Linked DNA regions of Mus musculus: region 1 is linked to region 2. The links are chromatin contacts, called in public Hi-C maps. All regions are on one chromosome and are shown on one strand. Each heading gives the region's core, a stretch centred on a gene start, on an enhancer-like site or on the middle of the called end of the contact. The rest is flanking DNA. Distances are from core to core; before and after follow the strand shown. Region 1 has its middle 90 kb from the start of Gm9946. Region 2 has its middle 11 kb from the start of 6820426E19Rik.

Region 1 (6,908 bases), core at 958-3,457, 150 kb before region 2:
TGTCCCTCTTTGTCCTTGACTGCTCTGAGGTTGGTTCTCTGTGTTGAACCCTTTTTAGCCCCGCTCTACTCTATTTCCCCAACCCAAAGGAGCCTCCTTCGGGTCCAGAGTCGTAGTGGTTTATCCCAGCTTCTAAACAGTGTTACGGGGCTGTGGAGATGGACCAGTGCTTAAGAGCGCACACTGCGTTTACTGAGGACCTCGGTTCAGTTCTCAGCAGGTCACAGCGTGACTCCAGCTCCAGGGATTGAACCCGCTTCTGGCCTATGTGCTTTTACACGTACATACACACACATACATCACACACAGACACACACACACACACACACAGACACACACACACAGACACACAGACACACACACACACACACAGAGAGAGAGAGAGAGAGAGAGAGAGAATCAAAAATAAAATAAATCTTAAAGAAAGAGAGAGAAATTCTTAGCTTGCAGGCCTATAATTCTAGCATTGGGGAGGGTAGGCTAGGCTACACAAAGCTCTGTTTCACTCCCTCCACCCGCCAAATGAACAGAACAAAATGAAACTCTAGGCTAGGGGGCTAAGCCTGCACTGGAGGAAGCAGAGCTGTTCCTGAACAGGTAGAAGGAAGGGCTGGGCTGGTGTTTAGCAGTCTTTCCCACATGCTGGTTTGGATGACTCTCAAGACCTCTCTATTTCCCCTTAGGTGGAGCTTGCTATAATCACAGAGAGCCCTTTCCAGCCTGCCCAGAGGAGGCTGGGCTCTCCCTTCCCAGAGGTTTCCTAATGGGAGCCAGCAAGCAGTGGTGTTTTTAAGAGTACTCACTCGCCACCTCCTGCCACTCCCGTGTTTCCTTTACCCATCAGATTCTTTTCAGTGCTATTTGCAGATGAAGGTTCTAGATAACGTAGAAGGAATTCCCCAGTTGCACTTGAATAGCTGTGGGCAGTGTGTAGTTGCTCAGGGAGCTCACTGACTTTGCAAGGAGGAAAGAAGACAAAGGCACAGCCAGTTTTCCTGTGGATAAATCAAAACAAGGACAGTTTGAGAGCCAAGGAGGGAGAAACATCATTTCAACCTCTGGCTCCTTTGTCCTCCTTGGCTCTCTGGCATTGGCTTCATAGTGCAGTTAGGGCTGAGACACAGGAGGTATGGAGACTCCTGTCATGTTGTTGTTCCCTTCAACCAGGGGAAAGGCTGGCTCCAGCCAGTGGAAGAACAGATGCACTCTGCTGAGAAATTCATACGTTTGTTTTAACCCTTCCGTTAAAGATGTGTGAGAGATGTTCACAGCTCATGGTGGGCAGCTCCAGCATGCTGCCTTCCCAAGTGGATCGGACGGGATTGGCATTTTGTACTGGACCCTTCCCCAGGGTTTATGTCACTTACTGTCACTTACTGCTGTCCTGCCAGGTGACTCATCCTACCACCCGTGCTTCTTGGATGAACAATCAGGTACAGAGTAAGATTTTGTCCAGAGTGACATGGTTGGGAGTCGGGACTCAAACCCAGGAGTCTAGACTTCCCGCCCTCAGCTCTATCACTGTATGACCAGGGTTGATCCCATACTGAGCTACATGAAGGTGCACTGGTCACTGACACCATTGTTAAGTGTATTTATGTCACCATGGCCTTGTAATTAAGAGACTGATTTGGTACCATCAAATGTGTCTCCTTGGTCCTCTTTGGCTTTGATGTGTTCATTGTAATTCCAATAAAAATCTGGTGGCTCTGGGGCCTCACCATGAGGCTTGAGGGTTTTAGGTTCTGTGTGTCTGTTTTACTGTTGTGAACAGTATGGGGGTACGGGGGAATAGGGGAGGTGGACCCAGGCCACAGATGAGCCTTTCTCTAAGGTGGTTGGGTGTGTTTTCTTGTAAACTACACCTGCAAAATAGTAAGATTGAATAATCTAAAAATTCACAATAATACAGCTTTACAATCTCACCAGTAATATTCTTGCCACAAGAGAATTATGTTGATTTGATAAAATGAGATAAATATGACCCATGCTTGGTCTTTTGTTTTCTTTTGTCCTTTTCTTTCTTTCTTTTTTTCTTTGTTTGCCTAAAGAAAAACCCCAAACAACAACAAAATCAACAAACAGCCAGAATCAGTACATCTGGCTCAGCATACATAGTTCAGAAGCTGATAGAGCGAGCGGATACTCAGTAAATGATAGCAGCTGTAAAGGAGAACTCACTCATCTGGCTCACCTCTCATCCCAGGCTAAGCCTGCTTGAGTAATTCCTCACTTGAAAGGAGTTAGAAAGAGTTCTGACTAATACACACCACAATAAACCATAAAACCCAAGGACTTTAGTAAAAGCCCGACTTTCCCACATGTCTTCACATAATAAATGCTCCCAAGTCAGTGAGAGCTCGAGCAAGAGCAAGAGCAAGAGGGAGAGCGCAAGAGACAGAGAGCAGACCCCTGCCCCTCCTAGAGCTCCCAAGACTTTCCCCAGCTTGGATGCCTGGGGCCTCTGAACTGCTAGATGTCTGACTACTGACCATCCCTTTCCAGCTCTGGTCTTTAACCAGAACCTGGGAGCTCAGCCACAGCCCAACCTTGGTCCTACTGAGAAAAGCTGTACCTTTTTTAAACCCCAAATTAAGGTCTTTTAGTTTTTCCTTAGTTTTCTTCTGCAGGACATAATCATCAGCAATAAAACACGCTTTTACGTTGTCCCCAGCTAGACACCAGCCAACAGTTCTTACCTAGGAGAGACCAGGGGACTCCTGTAAGGATCAGCACATCAAAAGTAGATTCTCTCGTTATTAAAGAGTATTTCAAGTACAAATCAAGGGCCTGTTTCATACGTGTCATCAGATTGTTGCAGATAGACCAGACCCACTGGTCATATTTTTTTCTTGTGTTCTCCTAAGAATGAGAGCTTTCAGCTAATTATGTGAGGCTGATTTTTCCTCATTCTTCTAAGCAAAAGGGAGGGAATAAAATAAGGAAAGGAAAAGGAGAGAAGGAGGAAGAAATAGGAAGCAGGAGGGAGGAGGAGGGGAAGGAAGACAGATGGTGGTGGTTTGTGGGAAATTCCAATGATGGCATCTCCATCTTTGGCAGTAGGGTGGACTAACTATCTGAATAAATTACACCAAGATACAATACCTAAATATGTGGAATCTTCCATGCACCGTGGTGCACATTATAACCCCAGCACTTGGAGGATGACTCCCAAGTTCAAGGCCAGGTATACATAGTGAATTCTGCACAGCTACATAGATTCTGTCTTAAAACCTACTCAAAAATGAATAAATGCAAAATTCTGTATAAAACACATTAAGAATATTTTAAATGTATTGTCAGTGACACACGGAAGCAGAGCATGTCCTCAGAGGATACATCGTGAGTCTGGTCACATCAGGAGAAGCAAGCAGGCTGTATCCACTGCTTGACCTGGAATAGGTGAGGACTGGCACTCAGCATCCTTCCTCAAGTGCAGGACCTACACTTTGGATTTTTATGGACTTCACAGTAGGCTGTAGAAAGATCTTAGGGTCTCGTTAGAAAGCACCAGATAAAGCTGGGATTTGGAAAGAGGAACTTCAGAAAGAGCCTAGAAGATGCCCAAGGCCCACAGCAGCATTCCTCAATTGACCCTTGGATGGAAGTGTCCTGTGTTTGCTGTTGTGGGTGTTGCTCACTTGCAAAGTGCTCAGCGGCTAGTGGAACTAAGCTTGCAATAGCAGTTAACTTAAATTTAACTTTGCATTGGTGCCAATGAGACAAGGCCAGACGGTCACCCAGTTTCCCAGCTTTCCTGGTACAGTCACAGCCTATGCTGACATTTTGAAAGCCCTGGGGACCACAGAGTAGAACATGCTTACTGTTGGGCTTCTGCAAAAAAAATCCCTCCTGATTTGGTCTTGCTTTTGAGTTTAGGGAAGAAAACCACAAATCATTCCTTAGGTTCAGCATGCAGTAAGACAGAAAGGGCTTTAAACAGCACAGCTATAACCCAGGAGAAACTAGGAGACCGTAACAAACTAAACTGAGATTCAGAAGATGGCCAAGACAATAAACATGATGAAGAACCTTACAGCAACAAATCTGAAATCAAGTGAACAGGAGAGAAAAAAACCCCAAGACCACATCAACCCATGTTTATGAAAAAACACAAATCCTTTGTTAAAAAGAAAAATCTAGCCTTAAGGAACACAGTTAATTTCATTAGCCAGTTTGATTGGTTGCTGAAGGAATTGAGAATTCTGATTTTATAAAAGGTCTTTAAGAGGTTCTTAAGATGAGAAAACAAATTAAGATGTATATCCAAAGCAACTCAAAATAGATTAAAATCCATATTTGAGACCTCAAGGAATAAAATAGCTGAAAGAAAAATTTTGGAAGATATATTTTTTTTTCCTGGAAAAATCTCAGGCACCAAAAAGCAAAGATGGGCAAATGGTCAGATGAAGAGCTGTCTGCCCAGCAAAGGAATAGTCGGCAGAGCAGAGAGGTGCGGTGCTCCTTTAGAACCCAGCCAGAGAATAGGAGGCACTGGACATGTTAGCTCATGAAGAAGTGAAGGAAGCCATGCGGTCAAAACCAAGAAAGCAGTCCAACTTTAAAGAGGCACTGATGAAGAAGTTAGTAAATGCCAGTGGGATGCAGAAAAGCACATCAAGTTAACGGGTCTCATTTCCAAATTTCAAGCACATACACTGTGTTTTGCTCACACACAGGACTTGTAGAAGAATAGGTATGGCTGAATACGTATATGAATTTCTGAGACTGGGAAAAGTTTCTCCCATCTGTAGATCATCTATTTACTTACTTGATTGATTTCTTTGCTATGGGGGATCCTTTTAATTCCATACAGTCCCTTTGGTCAATTCTTGGGGCTACTTCTGCTGTGGTTGGGAGCATCTTTAAAGGTCTTGCCCAGGCCGGTATCATAGAGTGTTTGCTCTATGTCCTTCCAGTAGTGTTAGTAACTTCAGGTCTTACGTGAAGGATTGTGATCCATTCTTTGTGCGTTTTTGTGCAGTGTGAGCTATTGGGTTTGGTTTCATTTTTCTACATGTAGATGTCCAGTCTTCCTAGCACCCTATGTTGTGGAGGTATCTTTTTTTTTTTTTTTTAAACTGATGTGTATTTTTGATGCCTTTGCCAAAGATGAAGTAGATGTTGCTGTGTTGGTTTATTTCAGGTCTCTGTATTCATTATTATTGTTTTTCTTATTCCTTTGATAGAACACCTAACAAAAACAATTCAAGAAAAGAGAGCACAGAGCCTTGTATGGTGGCTGGAGCAAGCCTTTGATCTCACCTCTTGGGAGGCGGAGACAGGCAGATCTATGTGAGTATGAGACAAATCTGGTCTACATAGTGGGTTCCAGGACAGGCAAAGTTATATAGTAAGACTGACCCTGTCTTGAAGGAACCAAAAACAACAAAAAGGAGGGTATTTTTAACTCCCATATTGAAGCTAGTCTTTCACTGTAGGGAACTGAGTCATGGTGGCAAGAGTGTGAGGCAGTTCGTCAGGAAGCAGAGAGGGAGGAAAGATGGTGCTTAGCACTCTTTTCTTCTGGACTGGGTACCAGTTACCTGTGCCCAGTTTAAAGGGTCATCCATATGTTTTTTGGACAAGCACAGCATCTTTGGGTAATTGAGACCATTGGTGGCTAACGTGGACAGTAGAATAGAGCATGTCAAGGAGTGGATTGACACACTGTGCCTCACATGCACAGTATTTTAAAGCCAAGACTGACCTGCCCTCAAAGTGATGGAAACTGTTCCGACTTCCCAAGCTCCCCAGGGATGGAGACTCCTGAATGTTACAGCAAGACAGCTCACCACAAGTCTTCAAGGGAAGAGCTGTTGAGAGCTGGCCTTTGGGTCCATTTGGCCTCACGAGGTTGAGACAGGGATTCATCCAGGCTGAAGAATTCCTGGACACACAGAACTTGGCTCTGGGCATTGGTTCAAGCAAAAGGCACAGTTGTAAGCCTTTGTTTTCAGGACCTGCTTCGAGTAAGTTCAGTTAAACTCAGGGCTGCTGTTGGCTTCGACTTGCTTTGTTGCTTTCCAGTGCTCTACAAGTCAACAATTGCAGGCTACACTAAGGATAGAACACATGGCGAGGATAATGAAAGCCAGACCTGAGCTGACTAAAGGAAGGGGTGAAAAGACGAACGCTCCGTGTTGCGTAAGCAGACAGATCCTGGTGTGCAGCTCCACAGCACATGCTGGCAGTGGAATTCCTCACGGGGGAGCACCTCCCTTCCTATCTGCATTCAATAAAGATAGTTCTCCCATCCAGTGTGATTTTCATGCATTCTATGGCTTCCTTCCCAAGATCTTTCACCCCCTTTTAAAATGTAAGCAAGTGTGGATTTGGGGCTGGGCTGGGAGACAGGATGGAAAATTTGTGATTCGGAGCTCCACACTCAAACAACAATCTGTAGCACACCGTGTCAGGCTTCTGAAACCATGTTTTTAGTCATAAAAGAATCATACAATTCCATGACCTAAGAGAAGCACAAGTTGCCATGCCTCAGAGAGCCCGGTTCCCCAGGCAGGTAGGTCACCATGTGCTGTGTTTGCAGAGATCCACCAGTGAGGCCAAACACTTCTTCAGGAAGGAGAAAGAGGGTTCCAATTTGTCACTCTATCTTAGAGTCATCATTGGGACATTTGAGACATGTCCCACTTGACACTGGAACAGAGGGCAGAAACATGACTTTCTGATTTCCAGAATCTGTATGATGCCTACAGTGGAGCAATGGACAGCACAGAGGCAGTTATTTTCATGAGGGCTAGGAGGGGCATCCTCTTGGTTGGTATAGTGCCTCCTGCAGAACAAACAGCCCTGGTGAGTGGAAACAGCCGAGGTCTCCTCCATAGCTCCTTTAATTAATTATTTTAAATTATTAAACTATGTATCAATGCAATAATTCAATTATGTTC
Region 2 (6,461 bases), core at 2,665-5,164:
AGCTGTCACATTAACCTAAAAACCAGATGGAGAAATTCATGGATTTTAAGAAAAACTTTAAAAATTAATGATGCTCAAACACCAAGGGCCGGGCTCCTGTGGTAAGAACGTCTTTCCATCCATACCCTTAGCTCTGGCATGCTCGTGGCCCAAGCCAAGGTGACTGGATTCCTCGCATAACCACAACACTCATTCATCATCAATGTTTATAATAACTGACACACTTCAAGGCCATTGATAAAAAGCAGCTTGCTGATGGCCAGGGATCTCACTGGTCACGCAATGGGAAAGGCTTTTGGCCAAGCCTCCAGATCTGGCTAATATGTGACTTATCTCAGGAACGTCTGGCTTTGAAAAATATACAAAGTGACCCACATGGACCCTGTTTTCTGGCCCCTGTGCATTCTCTGCCTCATTAAAAACGTTGCTTGTTTAAAATTGCCCAGGGACAATTAAGTAGGCCTGAAGTTGATTTATGGGAGACAAACAGAGCCAAGAATGCATAGAAACATTGTAATGTCGGGGAGGTAATTCATGAAGATAAGGCTGAGGTGATGGGGGTAGACCCAACTCAAGGTCAGCCATAGCAAAGCTGTATCTTAACAACTGTCCAGATCCACGGAGGTCCACAGTATTCAGGTGAGCATTACATTTTATATCCTAGCCCACATTTTGAGCTCATTGGTTCAGTGCTTGAAAAGAAATGAAAAGCAGCCCCCACACATGGTCATATATGCCCACACACATTTGGAGTTGAAGTGGAAATCACAGGGAACAGTTGTACAATGAAGCAAGGGGGAGTTCTGTTGACTTTCCCGTGCCCAGCCTTTTCCAGCCAGCCGTCAGTTGTTTCTTTGGAAGGCATCCATACCACTCAGGGGTGTCTGGGCATTCGTTCTGGGGGTTCTTTGGACCTGGCTGACGAGGGAATCATTGGTGAACTCAGAGCAAGGAGAGAATCAAAATGGGTTATGTCTGTAGGGAGACCATATTGGAAGGCAGACACTGTCCTAGGCATTTGGGCACTTAACTATCCCAGGCTGTGTCTATTGGCTGGTGTAGAGCAGTGTTGGTAGTGGGCACCTTGACAACAGCATGGTGTGCCCACAACTCAAGCTAAGGCAGAAGCCGAAACTAGAGGTATATATAGCTTTGGGCCACTGGATGGCTTCTGTCCAGTCTCTCTGTGGACACAGGGCATCAGCTTCCAGCCACTCTGAGATGCTAACTCTCAACTGCCTCAGAGGATGTTACTCTCCACCCAGAGAGCTGGTCCCAGGGCATTCAGCCAGGGCAGGTCCCAGCAGGTCTGAACTTTTAGGAACATAATCACACACTGTATTTGACCACCTCCTTTCTCTTTTGGGTTTCTCTGAGCACCTGTGTGTCACTTGATGACAGGGTTCTTATGGGAATATGTGTTGTTAAATGATTTCATGTAAATATCGTAGAGCTGGGTTACCAAAAAAACCTAAGCAGCACAGGTCAGTCACTGGACTGGGCCTTTGATGAGATCAAGAGCCATGGTAAAAAGCACAATGGGTCTGCTACATAAGATCATTTTTTTTCTTACACTAAGCTTAATAAATAGAAATCTATCTATAATAATACAAGTACAGTGGGTGCATAAACTATCAACACTGTTGTCTGTTAAGTATTACATACTGCCAAGAATTGTATGCACTATCTTATAGGAGAGGCAGAATACTAGCAGTTTTGTTTTGTTCTGTTTTCTTTTGTTTTGTTTTGTTTCTCACCAGCGGCAGCACACATTGTGAATAGTGCACAGAGGTAGGACTTTATAATGGCTATAATGCCACTACACGACAGCAATTTTTCAGCTCCATTGTAAGCTTCTGGGACTTCCTTTTATATATGGCCCTTCAGTGACTGGTGTGTCATTGATTAAAAAACACACTTCCCTGATACCCGTGACTCAGTGGCTTACCCCAGAACCATTTGCGGAGTTTGGTATCAGAAGTCTCAGTTCCCAACTCTACTCCCTCTGCCTCAGTTCTCTGGGCTGTATATTCTGTGTGCATCATTACTTACAGGTACTGAAGAAAAATCACATTGCAGACCCGACTGAAGGTCTCATTTAATGACTCCTCAAAGGGATCTTTTTTGAAAGGTGATCCTAAGGAAATCAAGTAATCGTCAGTAAATGGTTTGGTCCCAGCTCCCACCGTGGTCTCTTCCACCTCCTCTTTTTGCCCACGAAGACCTCCCACCCACTTCTAAACCCACGTGTCTGCCCCTCTGGATTTGAATGCTGTTCTCTTCAACTGGAATGACCTTCCTGAAGGCCCCAATTAATTAAAACATCAGCTCTTGCATTAAGTTTTCCCCATTTCCTTCCATCGGCAACAGCCTGTGTCCAAGTCACTCCTGTCCGCTCTGAGCCCCAAGGCTATCCATGAACCACTACTAAAGACTCCCTTGTTCCAGTGACAGGGCAGGTTACCAGTGTGGCCGGGCTTACTGTGAGTGCCTGGAAACACTTCAAATGCTTCCACGCAGATTCCAGTTGATTTAAACTGTCCTTGCTCTCAGTTTGTCTGCATTGGGAATTTATTGGCTAGAGTAAAATACGTGACTATTCTGCACCTCTAACACCAAGGAAACCGAGAGTCCTAAGAAGTTCCACATGGCTGCTTCGTTTAAAGCCGGTGTTACTGTACTTGGGATTTTTAATGTTTCTGTCATATTTATCACTAACTTGAACCCGAGAGCCATTTAAAAATGACTCCTTATTGTTGGGGTTGGAAAGGAACTGACTCTGTATTAGCTACTTTTCTTACCGCTTTGACAAAATACCTTCTTAGAGAAGGAGGATTTATCTTGGCTCTGTCTGAAGTACAGTAGTACATCATGGGCGTAGTCATGGAGGCAGAAACACAAGAGGACTTAGGGGGCTGTTACAGCAGCAGAAGCCCAGGTTACATCGGATCTGCAGTGAGAAGCCAGAGAGCACAGGATGCTGGTGCTCAGATCGCTCTCTCTCCTCTTTGTTCAGTCCGAGGCTCTGACCACAGTATGGAGATGCCCACACTCAGGATGTTTCTTTCCTCTTTGCTCCAACCTTTCTGGAATCACTCTTAGGCACACCCAGAGGTGTATTTTCATGGCCATTCTAGGTTCAATGAGGCTGATGCTGAAGATGAATCAGCTCAGCCTCTTGATCTGGAATCAGTAAGGTTGGCCATGCGTCCTGAGCTTTCATGGCCAGGGCTAGAAAATATTAGTTCCTTTAAAGCAATGATGAGACTTGCATCTCTGAGTGTATGACCTGGGGCTAGCCCCTGTAGCCTGATACTAATGTGCTTGTCTTACAGATGCTAAAGGCTGTATGGTGAGAGACAACCCCATAATGAGCTGGCATGTAAAGTTGGAATATCATTCCATACAGTCGACTTGTTCATTCAGGGAAGATTGGCCCCAAGGGACTTTCATTAACAGCAAAGCCACCAGGGCTGAACCAGGGCTCTGTCACTACAGGGCCTTTCTGAGAGGAATCTCGTGGTGGATCATTTGTGGATAAGGTTGCAGTGGGGGTGGAAAGGTATTTATGTGCTGAAGATTTACAGGGTAAGAAAGCCACATTGTCATCTGAAAGAAGACAAATGGCAAATTTCTGGAGCAACAGGCCTCTGGGGGCTAATTCAGGAAGCTCACCAGTGACTCAACGTGTCAAAGGTCAGCTCTGTGCTATGAAATGAAAATACAAGTTCTTTTAGCATAAACAATACAGGGACAGTCTCGAGTGTCCCAAGCCATCAGTCACATCAGACACATTCTGTGCCCTACAAGATGTCCCCATGAATCTATACCTGCAGGTCAGAGCATACTTGAGCAGAAGAGCTGATTAGACAGTGTAGTCACACAGTTCCATCCAGGTATGCACCCTGCTTAGAACTAGGGCTGATGACTTCCAATGAGCTTCTCAGAGATAACCAGGCTGTGGCTGCTGCGTGCTGCTTCCCTTGCATGGTCTAACAGGGACCCTGAAACTTAAGCATCTCCAGCCTCCTTTGGTTTTGTTTAGGTCGTTGCAAGAGAGCGACCGCAATGATGCAGCTCACACTCCGGCTGTGGTTTGAGCTGGGACGGGGACAGTGAGCACCTGGGGTTCCCATCATGCTACCTCACTCTTGCTAAGGACCACAGAGTCCGAGCATCTACAGATCCTCTCGGTGGGTGGTGCGAATCCAATAGAAGACATATGTAAGGCAGAACAGGAAGGGTCTGCGTCAGAAGCACATGGTGCATGGCGGATGCATTGCAGTTCCCTTACTCTGCTCTGAGCAAGGGAAGGCTAATAAGGCCACGTGTTCAGGAATGTGTGGCCTTGTCTGGTTGATTCATCTCTGTCTCCTGGCTCCAAGTCTAGTAACCGACGTTCAACCAGTGTAAGTTGGACTGTTTCCTCATCGTTTTTCTTTTTTCTGTAAGTTAAAGGTTTTGTTTTTAAAAAGTTTTCCTTAGTGTATGGAATATTGGGTTTCATTATGACATTTCCATACATATATCCTGTACCCTGCATTCACTCACTGCTCCTGCTTCCTCTCCCTCCTCTCCACAGCTCCATGGTCTTCTTTCTCCTCCCAAATAGTTTCCCCATGCTTTCATGGTGTGTGTGTGTGTGTGTGTGTGTGTGTGTGTGTGTGTGTGTGAGTGCACACATGTACACGGATGTGTGTGATGTTGTATATGTGTGTCTGTGTCTCTGTGAGCGTAATTAAATCTAGATTCTGCATGAGAGAAAAATAGAACTATCTCATTTCCTTATTAACCTCAAACCTCTTCCCCCGCCTTTTAAAGTTCTTCCGCCTCCATCATAGTCCCCGCCCCTTTAGCTTCACGCCCCATGCATGTTTATAAATATATTTAAACTTACATTCTGCCTATGAGAGAAAGCATGAGGCATTTACCTTCCTGAGTCTGGAGTCTGCTTCCATGATGGTCTCTAGTTCTAACCATGCTCCTGTAAATTGCATAACTCCATTCCTTTTATCGCTGAATGGAACTGCCACATTTTCTTGTGCACCTACCAGTTGGTGGGCATTTAGCAGCTCCCACATATTGGCTCCTGTCAATAGTGAGGCAACAAAACGGATGGGCGGTGATTGTCTCCCGCGACCTGCTGATAAAATCCCAGGGGTGGGAGAGCTGTGGCATAAGGTCATTTTATTTTTCCTTTTTGGGGGTTGGGAGGGGATGAACCTCCATACTCATCCCCCATGGCAGCTTCATCAGTTTATAATCTCACGAGGTGAATAAGCTCCTGCCTCCCCGTTTCCTCTCCAGCGCTTCTTCCCTTTGTTTTCCTGAGGTTGGACATTCTGATTTGGGAGAGATGGAATATCAAAGCAGTTTTAAACTGTGTTTCCCTGATGGTGGAGGATGCCCAGCACTTTTTAAGTACTTATAGGCCATTGCATTTCTTCGTTTGAGAACTATCTAGGGATTGTATTGCCCCAATTTTTGACTGAGTTGGGGATTTAGTATTAATATTTGCATCTATGTATATATTTGTGATATTATTGTATCTTTGTCTTTCTTGCAATTGTTTCCTTCACCATGCAGCTTTTAAAACTCCATGTAAGCCCTTTTACCAACCCGGGGAACGGTTTCTCCAGCTCTTTGCAGAAAGCCCTTGGTTATGCCTGTGTACTAAAGTGATTTCTTTGTGTTTTCTTTTACAAGTTTCTTACATGAAAGTCTGATCAGTTTAGGTTGGTTCTTGAGTAAGGTGTGAGATATAGATCTAACTTATTTTTCTGAACATGGAATGCACTTTTCTTTTGTTGTTGGTATTTGTTTGTTTGAGACTTTGTTGTTGTTGCTGTTTTTGTATAAGAGCTCTGGCTGTCTTGGAACTTGTTCTGTAGATCAGACTGGCCTCAAACTCACAAAGATACCCCTGCCTCTGCCTCCTGAGTACCAGAATTAAAGGCACATGCCACCTCTACCTGGGCAGAAATACGACTTTCTAAGAACCATTTACCAAAGAGGTCATCTTTCCTCCAAAGTGTAGTCTCGAAACTTTTGTTGAACATTCGGTGGCTTTCATTGTGTGTATTTATTGCTGGCTACTCTGTGCCTTGGGTCTACCCATCTGGATTCGTGCAAGTCCCGTGATGATTTTATCACTGTGTGTCTGTAGTATAATTTGGCATCTTTCTGATAAGCGTTGCCTGACTATTTGAGGTTTTCTGCGCTTCCTTTGTATTTCTGGATTTCCCCCGATGCTGTGGAGAAGGCTGCTCTCACCAAACGTGGCTTCCCTTTTCTCTTAGGTAGTTTTGCTAGGAGTTTCCTAGGTTTTTTTTTTTCTTCAATGTTTTGTTTTATTTTTCCCTCTTATCATTATTATTTCTTTGCCTTGTGCTTTTGGGTGTGGCTTATTCTTTTTCTAATACCTTGAGATGCATAGTTATTTATGTGGGACCCTTTTAAAT

The links. Hi-C and Micro-C count contacts between places; a contact is called where the count stands out from the background.
Region 1: a contact with region 2 is called in a Hi-C map of the C2C12 cell line, with 2.5 times the contacts expected there. The contact joins two enhancer-like sites. A contact is called at or near these places in 3 of 484 Hi-C or Micro-C datasets (the C2C12 cell line, cortical neurons and nephron progenitors) and 1 of 115 datasets of contacts at active chromatin or transcription factors (vascular smooth muscle cells).

The regions. Positions count from the first base shown.
Region 1 is chr6:117,646,045-117,652,952 of GRCm38.p6, reverse strand. No RefSeq gene overlaps it. Among named protein-coding and RNA genes, the nearest start is that of Gm9946, 90 kb to the right of the region's middle. Within about 2 kb of position 2,207, at least 9 of the 459 cell types and tissues checked have an H3K27ac peak or open chromatin away from gene starts, as enhancers often do. A contact at or near this core is called in the C2C12 cell line, where this site is marked.
Region 2 is chr6:117,502,799-117,509,259 of GRCm38.p6, reverse strand. No RefSeq gene overlaps it. Among named protein-coding and RNA genes, the nearest start is that of 6820426E19Rik, 11 kb to the right of the region's middle. Within about 2 kb of position 3,914, at least 19 of the 459 cell types and tissues checked have an H3K27ac peak or open chromatin away from gene starts, as enhancers often do. A contact at or near this core is called in the C2C12 cell line, where this site is marked.